3 separate regions of the Mus musculus genome follow, and all the other regions are linked to region 1. The links are chromatin contacts, called in public promoter capture Hi-C maps. All regions are on one chromosome and are shown on one strand. The core of a region is the stretch at or near the end of the contact, and the rest is flanking DNA. Distances in the headings are between cores, read along the strand shown.

Region 1 (3,496 bases), core at 612-3,111:
AATGCTCTCTGCATGAGGCTGATAGTGATCCCTGGGCCTCAAGATGTGGGAATAGTCTCTGCATGAGCTAATAGAGCTCCCTGGGCCTCAGGATCTGGGAATGCTCTCTGCATGAGCTGATAGTGCTCCCTGCATGAGCTGATAGTGCTCCCTGGGCCTCAAGATGTGGGAATGCTCTCTGAATGAGTTGATAGAGTTCCCTGGACCTCAGGATCTGGGAATGCTCTCTGCATGAGGCTGATAGTGCTCTCTGCATGAGCTGGTAGTACTCCCTGGGCCTCATACACTTGGGTTCCTTCACTGTGCAGCCCTAAGCTAAGCCCAGAGCAGCAATGGGCACTAAGGCTGGCCATGCCTGATTGACTTGATGGGATCCCGAAGTGGCCAATCTGGAGTAGCTGGGCAAGAGTAAGGAAACTCCCTGCATGGGATGAGGTGGTCAGTGCTGGCTCACCTGTGGCCTCCCGGAGTGCCAGGGTCTCATAGCCATCCATCCACTGGTAAGCTGGGAAGTGGTAGACACGGCAGTCGGGAGCACAGATCTGCACATAGTTGCAGTACCAGGGGTCCTTGGCTAGGAAGGAATGAGGCTCCTTGTGCAGACGGATGATGATAAGCTCCCCCAGGTCCTGCTGGCACTGTACCGTGTAGTCATCCACCTGCACAAAACATGGGGGCTGAGTGACCTGGCCAGTTCCTGAAGGCTTACCCTTTACCTGCTCATGTTAGTAACACTCCCCTGCTGGACTGAGGAGTGCACAGAGCAAGGATAAAGAGAAGGCACAGATGTGAACCCCCTGACTTGGCTGCCCTCTGCTGGGCCCATTTACCCAAGGCAGGGAAAGACCCCTGCCTTATCCATCCTTCCTAAGGTCCCAGTCGCTTGAGGCTGCAGGAGCTATTTAGAATCTTGGGGGCAAAAGAGTCAGCGCCCAGGACTCCCTAGCATCCTGCACTCCTAGACTGGACAGCAGAGTGCCCCCCTGCCCTTCTCCCACTTTTCAAGGAAGATGTAGGAATTCAGAAGTGGCCACACAGATGACGGAGCCTATTCGGATCACACAGGAGCAGAAGGCTATCAAAATCACAGAGTGGCTTCCATTAGGGCAAAGCAAGTCCCCACTGGCCAGGCTGGTCGGATGCCATTTGAAGTCACAGAGAATCCAATGCAAATGGAAGCCAGTTGTGATGCAACGTGGCTGAGGAAGAGTGAGTAAGGATGGGAGAGAGGTGATGGAAAGGCATGAGAATAGAAGAAACCTTAAGGTGTGGAAGAGAACTGAGAGAGGTGGATAAGCTCAAAGAGAAGAGGAGGGGGCAAGGAAAGAAGAGGGAGAAGGATGTATTGGTTGGAAAGAATGAGAGAAGAGTGAGCAAAGAGGATGAATATGTGTGGGGAGAGATAGGAAACCAGTTGGGAGCCCACAGTGTTAGAGTTGTCCTTGGTTCTCCAGTCCCCTGGCCCAGCTCTGGCTGCCTACCGGATACCTCCATCCACCCCAAGCCTCCATCCATCCTGGGTGACGCGTGCGCACTTACCGCCCCCGTGGCAAAGTCTCTCCCAAAGTGGTTCAACCGCTGCTTATGGCTCTCTCCTTGGGTCCCCACGATGGTCAGTGAAATTGAATCCAGCGTCCCCGAAAAGAAGTCAGTGCCCGTGGCCACCTTGACTTTATAGGTGGCCATGGCCGCTCTTCAGGAGCCAAGAGAGGGCTCAATCCCGGACACTATGGCTAAAGCCACACAGTTAGAAACGAGGTAGACAAGGGAAGCCAGACAGCGAAGAGTGATGGAGCAGTCAGTGATGGAGCAGTCAGCGGGAACCACTGTCCCGCGAATGCCTCTGGAGCCGGGAGCAGCTGCTGCCCTTGGCGGGGCGGGAGGGATGTGAGCCTGGCAGATGAGGCGGAGCCGGGCCAGTAGCCCGTGAGCAGGCGTCTGCGCTTGAGACCTATAGGAGCTGATGGGGAGGAACCGCAGGCAGGGCGCTGAGAGGGCGGATAGAAGATGCTGAGGCTGAAGCAGCCTTCAGGGTGTGGGAGCTGTCTAGGCTGAGCCAGGGCCCCAGGGAAGTTGGGGGAGGGGGCGGGGCAGGGCCTTCAGATCTTTATCAAACTAATAAGCTGTTCGCCCCCATTGGCTGCAGCGACAGGCACCCATGCTGAACCTGGCCAAAATCAGAAGTGACCTGCTTTGGAAGGCATGAGGAGTGATACAGACGTGCTGTCCAGTGTCCTGCTTTTGCGTTAGAACCCAGGGCCTGCAGTACACATCAGGAAGAATGTTGAAGCCAGGAGACTAAAGACCACAAGGGACAAGAGATGCAGGGTGGAAGGGTTTGGAGCCTAAAGCCTGTAGCTGCTGCTTCCTTGTTAGCCAGTATCTACTTAGGAGAACCTGGTGTTGATACGCAGAGGACAGTTGAGAGAACAGCTGAGGCAGGAGAATAAGACTAAAGGACTTCAGTTCACTGTAGAGAACATACAGAAAATGTGGGAGACCCTGAGTTCAATCTCCAACCCCCAAAGGGATCAGGCTAAAGTCAGGCACAGTGGTCCACACCTCAACTTCCAGCTACTTGGAGGCTGAGCCAAGAGCCTCTGATGCCTGAGCTACAAAGGAAGACCATCATCTCACAGAGAGAGAGAGAGAGAGAGAGAGAGAGAGAGAGAGAGAGAGAGAGAGAGAGAGAGGAAGAGAGAGGAAGAGAGAGAGGAAGAGAGAGAGAGGAAGAGAGAGAAAGAGGAAGAGAGAGGAAGAGAGAGAGAGGAAGAAAGAAAGAAAAAAAGAAAGAAGGAAAGAAGGAAAGAGAGAGAAAGGAAGGAAGAAAGAAAGAGAGAGAGGAAGGAAGGAAGAAAGAAGGAAAGAAAGAAAGAGAGGGAGAGAGAAAGAAAGAGAGGGAGAGAGAAAGAAAGAAAGAAAGAAAGAAAGAAAGAAAGAAAGAAAGAAAGAGAGGGAGAGAGAAAGGAAGGAAGGAAGGAAAGAAAAGAGGGAGAGAAGGAGAGAGAGAGAATTAAGATTGAAAAAAACTTTTTGTCTTAGATGTGTGGGTGTCTATGTAGGAGTGTCTGTTTACCACTTGGGTGCCTGGTGTCTGCAGAGGCCATAAGGTAGCATTGGGTTCCCTGGAACTGGAGTAAGAGAAGGCTGTGAGCCACCATGTGGGTGCTGGGAATTGAACCCCAATCTTCACGAAGAGCAGCAGTTCTCTTATCTGCTGAGCCATACCAGTCTCCAAATTAAGGTATTTTACAGATAAACACCCTAGAGATTATATATGGAGTGAACTATACCATACATTCAGACATTTCTTATTCCACTGATGCAAAGTTTCAGAACAGACAAAACTTGCCACCTCCTACACAATTCAGTGCTTTTGGAATGGGGAAACCATGTAGGCAGCTAGAATGTTCTCTGCTGATCTGGCTTGTATGTAGGACACTTGACACATTTTACTGTATCTGTGCTGTTCTTCAGTATTGTAAAGAACATACTC
Region 2 (3,496 bases), core at 718-3,217, 370 kb before region 1:
TGATATCAGTTACTCGGTAGGATACCTATCTAGCACAAAGGAAAACCTGCAGTTGGTTGGTCCCTAGCCTTAAATAATTTGGGAGTAACAGTCCAAGCCTTTAAATCTAAGTATTTGGGAGCTAGAGGCAGAAGGATCAGAAGATCAAGGATTTCCTTGGCTTTACTGCAAGTCCCAGGCTGGCCTGGGCATATGAGACCCTGTCCCAAAAACCACTATTTTAAAATAATATATATCTAAGCCGGGAGGTGATGATACACACCTTTTATCCCAGCACTCGGGAGGCAGAAGGCAGGTGGATCTCTATGAGTTTGAAGCCAGTCTGGGCTACAGAGTGAGGTCCAGGACAGCCAGGGCTACACAGAGAAACCCTGTCTCAAAAAAAAAAAAAAAACAAAAAACCAAAAAACCAAAAAAACAAACCCCCAACCCCTATATATATATATATATATATATCAACAGTAATGATGAAGAAAGTAATAAAGGAGATTCATAGACATAAGAATCCTTTATTAAACTATAGTAATTAAAACAGTTAATACTAGGGCAGGAGTATAAATGATGAATAGCAGCATTAAAGGAATGTATAAAAATAGATATGAGTGGGTTGGAAAGATGGCTCAGAGGTTAAGAGCACTGACTGCTCTTCCAGAGGGCCTGAGTTCAATTCCCAGCAACCACATGGTGGCTCATAACCATCTGCAGTGGGATTTGATGCCCTCTTCTGGTGTGTCTGAAGACAGCGACAGTGTACTCACATACATATAATAAATAAAATCTTGAGAGAGAGAGAGAGAGAGAGAGAGAGAGAGAGAGAGAGAGACAGATCCATTTAACTTGCTACAACAGTAGATGAGAGATTTTACTGTATTCTCCAGGTTAGGGTGGCTAGTTTAAACTTCCTTTAAAAAATGACTACGCACAGTAGCTTAGTGGAACCTTCAGGAGGCCCTGCACTCAATCCCCAGCACAGAAAGGGAAAAAAAGAGTCATGTCTCTCGGCATTCTGATTTTAGACTCCAAGGAGTGTCTCCTCCTGCCATGCCCACGCCTTTCTCCACTGTGATGCTCTGTGCCCTGTCACACCGTTAGCCAAAATAAACCCTTCTTCACTGGGGCAGGGGTAGAGGTGGGAGTGGGGGAGTCCATAACCTAGTATCTGATAAAAGGGGCAAAGAGTGAGACCTGGGACATGAAGGCAGCTCACAGCCCAGGATCCACAGAACACAGGGAAAAGGCATAATCAAATCTAGTGAATTTCACAAACAGGTGTGAACCCTAAACTGTGCTGAAGCTCCAAGTTCCTTCTCTTCCCGCACTTGGTTGGGGGAAAACCTTGGAGCATTCCAAACATCCCCCAAGAGGTTTGTCATTTAACAAAGATTTGCTATTGCCTTAAATTAGCCTTAACCACGTGCCCCTCCTCACACAAGTCTCTCAGGCTACAGAAAAGAGAATAACATAAAATACCTAATCCTTTCACTTTACCTTCAAGAGGCAAAATAAACTGGCCTCTCCCAGTGGGGCATCAAGAAGTCGCCCACAGTGTGCTAGAGCCAAAAGAGTGAATTGACAAAGCTGCTCAGGCATGAGCAAAATGGGGCGAAATTGCATGGCAACGGCGGGCACATTATACCAAGGACAAAGGGAAGAAAAAAAAAAAAAAGAACAAAGCGCGTATACAGGAGGGAGATCTAACCCAAGGAAGGAGGCTCCTCACAACAGCCACGGTGCAACTCGATACCAACATGAATTCAGTCTCTACGAGATGATAAAAGGTGGAAGGAGATGAAAGGGGGAGGTGGGGCACGGATCTTAGGGAACGAATAAGGCAGCGTGCTACAAAACCAGATGAGAAATGGCGGGGAACTGAATAGCTGTGGTTGAAAATCCGTCACCGACTGAGCGCAAGGCTGAGGCAGCCGCCGTTCATGAGAAAGAAAAGGCCGGACACATTAATGCAATTAGGGAGACGCGAATAGACACGAGGGATGGGCACAGCCCAGCTGCAGGAGTAGACAGCCGTCACAGTGTGGATTTAGAGAGAACATACAAAGAATTTTCCTGAGATGCACAAGGAACGGCGTCTGGGAGTGAGAAGGCTGCGCTGTTGCTGCTTACCGACGGCCTCTCACGTTAATGTCAGCGTGCATTTTAGTTTCAGCACTGAAATGTAAGGATGCCAGTTCTGGGGAACATTATGGCGTTCCACCGAGAACATTTAGCTTCAACCTAATAACAAGCATTTAGATAAATCCAAATTAAGGGACATTTGAAAAACATCTGGCTTGATTCTTAGAGTGATTGATAGTACAACGTAAAAGAGAAAGCCCGACATGATGGTACATGCTTGTAATCCTGTCACCTGAGAGGCTAAAACAGGAGGACACACACACACACACACACACACACACACACACACACACACACAGAGGATAGCAAAGGATAGGAGTTGTTGAAATGAAAGGAGGTTGTAGGAAACAGAGGCAGGAAGGAGTATTAGGAGTTCCAGGCCAGCCTGAGTATGAAACTCTGTCTATACCCCACCAAAAAAACCTAAACAAACAAACAAACAAACAAAAATGCACCTCAAACACCACACACTCACACACTCACTCACACACACACACTCACTCACACACACACACTCACTCACACACACTCACACACACACACTCACTCATTCACACACACACACACACACACACACACACTCACACACTCTCTCTCTCTCACACACACACACACAGAGGCTAGGCATGGTGGTACATACCTTTAATTTCAGCATTAGGGAGATAGAGGTGGAAGGATTCTGTGAGTTGAAAGCCATCCTAATTTATGTAGCAGTGTATTCTAGACCAGGGCTTACATAGTGAGACCCTGTTTCAGAAGAGAAACAGCAGCAACAACAAAATAAGACGATGGATAGCCCTGGGCGGGATATGGATGGGGAGGAAGAGATCCAGCTATACGTGACATCATTTGGACAACTGGAGGAAGTTAAATGTGGACATATATTGTATTAGATAAATTTTTCTATCACCATAATTACAGTAATTTTAGAAGATACAGGCCAAGCATTAAGGGTGTGGCATCTGGATGCCTGCAGCTCACAAAGGCTCAGGTATAAAGAGGGGACAGACAGATGGAGCATTGACATTGAATCCAGGAGGCAAGGATATTTTGTTAACTTTATTTTTCTTGAAAATTTTCTACGAGTTGGAGTTTTTTGAAAATAAAAATTGAAAGAGCCGGGGGTGGTGGCCCAGGTCTGCAGTCGCAGCTGCTAGAAAGCAGAGGCAGAATTTCTGCAATCGTGAGTTCACAGCTGAGACTCAAAAAAAAAAAAAAAAAAAAAAAAGGAAGAAAGAAAGAAAGAAAGAAAAAAAATCGAACATGCGTACATGCACACAACTGAGGGCCGGAATATGGTTCAGTAGGTCATGGTATTTTCTACACAAGCCTAATAATCAGGGTCTGTTCCCCGAATTCTCGG
Region 3 (3,496 bases), core at 586-3,085, 310 kb before region 1:
ACACACACACACACACACACACACACGACAGAGAGAGAGAGAGAGAGAGAGAGAGAGAGAGAGAGAGAATATGAATATGAATGGATGATGTAAGGAAAACCAAAGCTCGCTGAACAACCTGAGAGAAGAGCTCTGGTAGGAAGGCCATTAGGTGTTACTAGTGGGAGGGAGGAGGCAAGGGAGGAGAGGGGATGTTGAGCCAAATCCCTGAGACAAGAGACTTTTTTAAATGCAGGGCAACAGACAGTATGGTAAAGAGTTTGAAGGAAAGTATTAGCCCTGGGAGAAGCAAGGAGTCTACTTTGTAAGGGTTTCTGAGAAGAGGGGTGGTCTTGTATCACAAGGAAGCAGGCTTAGTCAATGTATGATGTGTGACCTATGGTCTGCGACAGAAGTAAGGGACTGGGCACATTGCCATTCACGCCACACGGCAGGAGTCACTCTCGATAGGAGGTGGGGGCTTAGTTAATGTGTGACCCAGAAAAGGTGATGGCAGTGAGACTGACCCCCCTTCCCTCCAGCCTGCACCCCACCGTGCGTGTGCGTGTGCGTGTGCGTGTGCGTGTGCGTGTGTGTGTGTGTGTGTGTGTGTGTGTGTGTAGGGGGTGTGCTGGGGCTGGGCTTGTCCTTGTCTGGCTTGCATACCTATCTGCTTAGGACTTGGTTACCTGCAGGGCCTAGGTTCCCTAACAAAAGAACCCGAACAAACAAGAAAGAGCCTGGTGGAGAAATAGATAGGCCAAGGAGAGGAAATACAAAGCAAACCATCAATGGCCTCTGCTGGGGAGTGGTGGGCATCTCTGCAGACACAGGGACTCTGGGGGTGAGGAGGATAGCCGGTCCCCTCTATGCATTCAGGTCAGCCTGGGCCACCAAGACTCCACCCTGAACAATGATCAGAATTATCCAAGTGAAATTCTAATGAAATGCTATTAAGAAAGGACTATGGCAGACAAAGGGGAGAAGAGATAGGATTTAAAGGAAAATCTAGGTGAGATAACATTCAAACAATTTCAAAAGTCACAGAGAAGAGCATGGAGGGATGAGGTCCTTGCTCACAGCTAAAGGAAATCCCACATAAACGTGGACTAGAACAGTCCTTTAACAGGCTGCCCCTGGGAAATTCTAGATATTGAACAAGAAGACTATTTCAGCTGTTTCCAAGGAGGAAAAGAAAAAAGAGGCAAGAGACTAAAAACAACCACAAACCAGGCTGTTCTGTGTCTCAACAATAATGTTAAGTATGCTAATAATGGAGCAGCCTTCAAAATTCCAGGGGTAAATAATTTCTGACTTCAAATTCTGTCTCATCCAACCTATCTTATAGAAGGCTAGATCAGCTACACTTTCAATTATGCTTATTTCAAACAAACAAAAAGCCTCTAATATGTTCATGAGCCGAGAGAATGTGGCCTCACTAAAGTGTAGGTACAGACTATGAAAAGTTAGCAGAGAAGCAGACACAGGAATACCATTCGTTCAAGAGAAGCTTAAATAAAGCTTCAGGGGTTGGTCAACAGAGAGCCCAAGATGGCAGTCACAGGGTGAGCAGAGAGACAGAAGGCAGTAGGAGGAGATCAAGGCTATCAAGCCTCTTCAGTGCGTGAACCCTTCCTCTATTGATAAATAAAATCCAAAGGCTTCAGGAGTGTGTCTAACAGAGAAATTGATAAGTGATGTGACCATCATTCAGACACTCTTAATTAACTAGCAGAGTTTGGAGTTAGCTTTGTGATAAGGATCTTGAAACCCAGGTAAGCAACAGGCACAGAATCTGTTAGCGCCCTCGGGGCAAACACGCCATCTGGAAGAAAAGTCCCCGCCCTGACGGTAATCCTCGGGAGTGTCTCCTACATGAGACACACCTGAAGCTGAAGGACAAAGGCTTGGGAGTCTCAGGGGAGGAGGTCTGCCAGATCGCTACGCATCCAGAGAGAGCTGGGGAAGCCAAGACAGACAGACAGACAGCACAGCCTTCAAGGCAAAACGCTTTACTGGAAATACAAAGTCACCTCAAGATAAAAAAAAAAAAAAAAAAAAAGGTTCAGATTGTCCAGGAAGATAAAATAGATTGAATTTGGATGTACTTAAGATGCAGACTCAAAAGAACTAAAGCTAAATTGGCTGAGATGTCAGGAGAAATAGATAAACCCATAGAATAGAGGCGGGTTTTAACCTCTTAGTAAGTAAACCAGGCTGACTGAAATTTACGGTCATGGAAGATTTGAACAACACAACGGACAACTTTGAGTTGATTCATAGTTGATTCATAAAGAGCATATAGACACTGAACATGTAAAGGCCATGAGTCTGCCTCAAAAACTTGAAGGCACCCATTCAGCATATGTATTCTGACTACAGTGATAACTACCCTTTTCAGACAAAGCAAGCTTTGCATTTTTATTTATTATTATTATTATTAGTGTGTGTGTGTGTATGTGTGCATGTGAAAGAGTGTGTGTGCATGATCTATGTGTATGGGCATGCCTGCCATAGCACATGTGTGGAGGCTAGAGGGCAGCTTTGTGGAGTTGGCTATGAATGACCAGAGTCAGCACAGGACACAGCAGCAAGACTAAGTTCTCAGCACCACGGGAGATTTATTTGCCCCAGAGGGACAAAGGGCAGGGAATCAGAGACAGATGAGGGTGAGAATGAGGGAGAAGAGAAAAGGAACAAGGGAGAGGGGGAAAGCATAGTTGCTCTGGAAGGACAATGGACTGCCTCTGGATGGAGAGAAGACAGATGCGGCCCCATAGGCAAATGACAGTTTATAAATGGGGGAGAAGAACCCAGTGTTAGGACGAGTTGGTTAATTTTGATTTTGAGGAGTTTGGTTTGGTCAGCACAGCATTCAAGGTGTAGGGGTGTCTCAGATATCTTGCCCAGTATTAGCAGCAGGATGTGGCCTTTTCTTCCAGACTATGCTGAAGCTGGCTGGACCTTGGTGGTCAGCTACCTTTTATATTTACATGGGCTCTGGGGGGGTCAAAACCCCAGATCACCATGCTGGCATAGCAAATGCCCTTGGCCTCGGCACCATCTTGCCATCCCTAAAGCAAACTATAGAAAGATACAACATTAAAAAGTTAAGGAAAGGGGCTGGAGAGATGGCTCAGTGGTTAAAGAGCACTGACTGCTCTTCCAAAGGTCCGAAGTTCAAATCCCAGCAACCACATGGTGGCTCACAACCATCCGTAACAAAATCTGATGCCCTCTTCTGGAGTGTCTGAAGACAGCTACAGTGTACTTACATATAATAAATAAATAAATCTTTTTTAAAAAAAGTTAAGGAAAATATACAGACCCATGTACAGAAAAATATAACAGACAGGCTCGCGCTTGTGATCTCAGTCCACAGGAGGTGAGGCTGGAGGGTAACTGCTATTTTGAAGGAATCCTGGGCTATATAATTGGCTACAGAGTAAGACTGTGTCTCAAAAAAATAAAAATATTGGAGGGGGTGGTGGTGACTCACACCTTTAATCCCATCACT

What was found. Promoter capture Hi-C pulls out the DNA fragments that hold promoters and counts their contacts.
Region 2: a promoter capture Hi-C map of hippocampal neurons shows a contact between it and region 1, with 4 times the contacts expected there. The contact joins the enhancer-like site here to the promoter of Alox12b in region 1. A contact is called at or near these places in 24 of 39 promoter capture datasets (the 3T3-L1 cell line, the C10 cell line, the HPC-7 cell line and 14 more), 1 of 15 datasets of contacts at CTCF or cohesin (the NIH/3T3 cell line), 7 of 484 Hi-C or Micro-C datasets (the 63-12 cell line, the HPC-7 cell line, bone marrow-derived macrophages and 3 more), 4 of 115 datasets of contacts at active chromatin or transcription factors (bone marrow-derived macrophages, craniofacial prominence, embryonic hindbrain and 1 more) and 4 of 9 other capture datasets (adipose tissue, embryonic stem cells, liver and 1 more).
Region 3: a promoter capture Hi-C map of embryonic stem cells shows a contact between it and region 1. The contact joins the enhancer-like site here to the promoter of Alox12b in region 1. A contact is called at or near these places in 17 of 39 promoter capture datasets (the C10 cell line, the HPC-7 cell line, HPC-7-derived erythroid cells and 11 more), 1 of 15 datasets of contacts at CTCF or cohesin (the NIH/3T3 cell line), 2 of 484 Hi-C or Micro-C datasets (bone marrow-derived macrophages and hematopoietic stem and progenitor cells), 1 of 115 datasets of contacts at active chromatin or transcription factors (embryonic stem cells) and 3 of 9 other capture datasets (adipose tissue, liver and macrophages).

Annotation. Positions count from the first base shown.
Region 1 is chr11:69,155,437-69,158,932 of GRCm38.p6, reverse strand. Alox12b (arachidonate 12-lipoxygenase, 12R type) reads right to left here and starts at 1,861. Exons shown (of 15, transcript NM_009659.2): 1 at 1,540-1,861; 2 at 455-659. The coding sequence starts at 1,686.
Region 2 is chr11:69,525,737-69,529,232 of GRCm38.p6, reverse strand. All of the region lies in intron 4 of Dnah2 (dynein, axonemal, heavy chain 2), which reads left to right. Among named protein-coding and RNA genes, the nearest start is that of Dnah2, 22 kb to the left of the region's middle. Within about 2 kb of position 1,967, at least 80 of the 459 cell types and tissues checked have an H3K27ac peak or open chromatin away from gene starts, as enhancers often do. A contact at or near this core is called in craniofacial prominence, hippocampal neurons, nephron progenitors and 1 more, where this site is marked.
Region 3 is chr11:69,467,815-69,471,310 of GRCm38.p6, reverse strand. The region is part of intron 39 of Dnah2 (dynein, axonemal, heavy chain 2); the gene reads left to right. Among named protein-coding and RNA genes, the nearest start is that of Kdm6b, 53 kb to the right of the region's middle. Within about 2 kb of position 1,835, at least 16 of the 459 cell types and tissues checked have an H3K27ac peak or open chromatin away from gene starts, as enhancers often do. A contact at or near this core is called in embryonic stem cells and trophoblast stem cells, where this site is marked.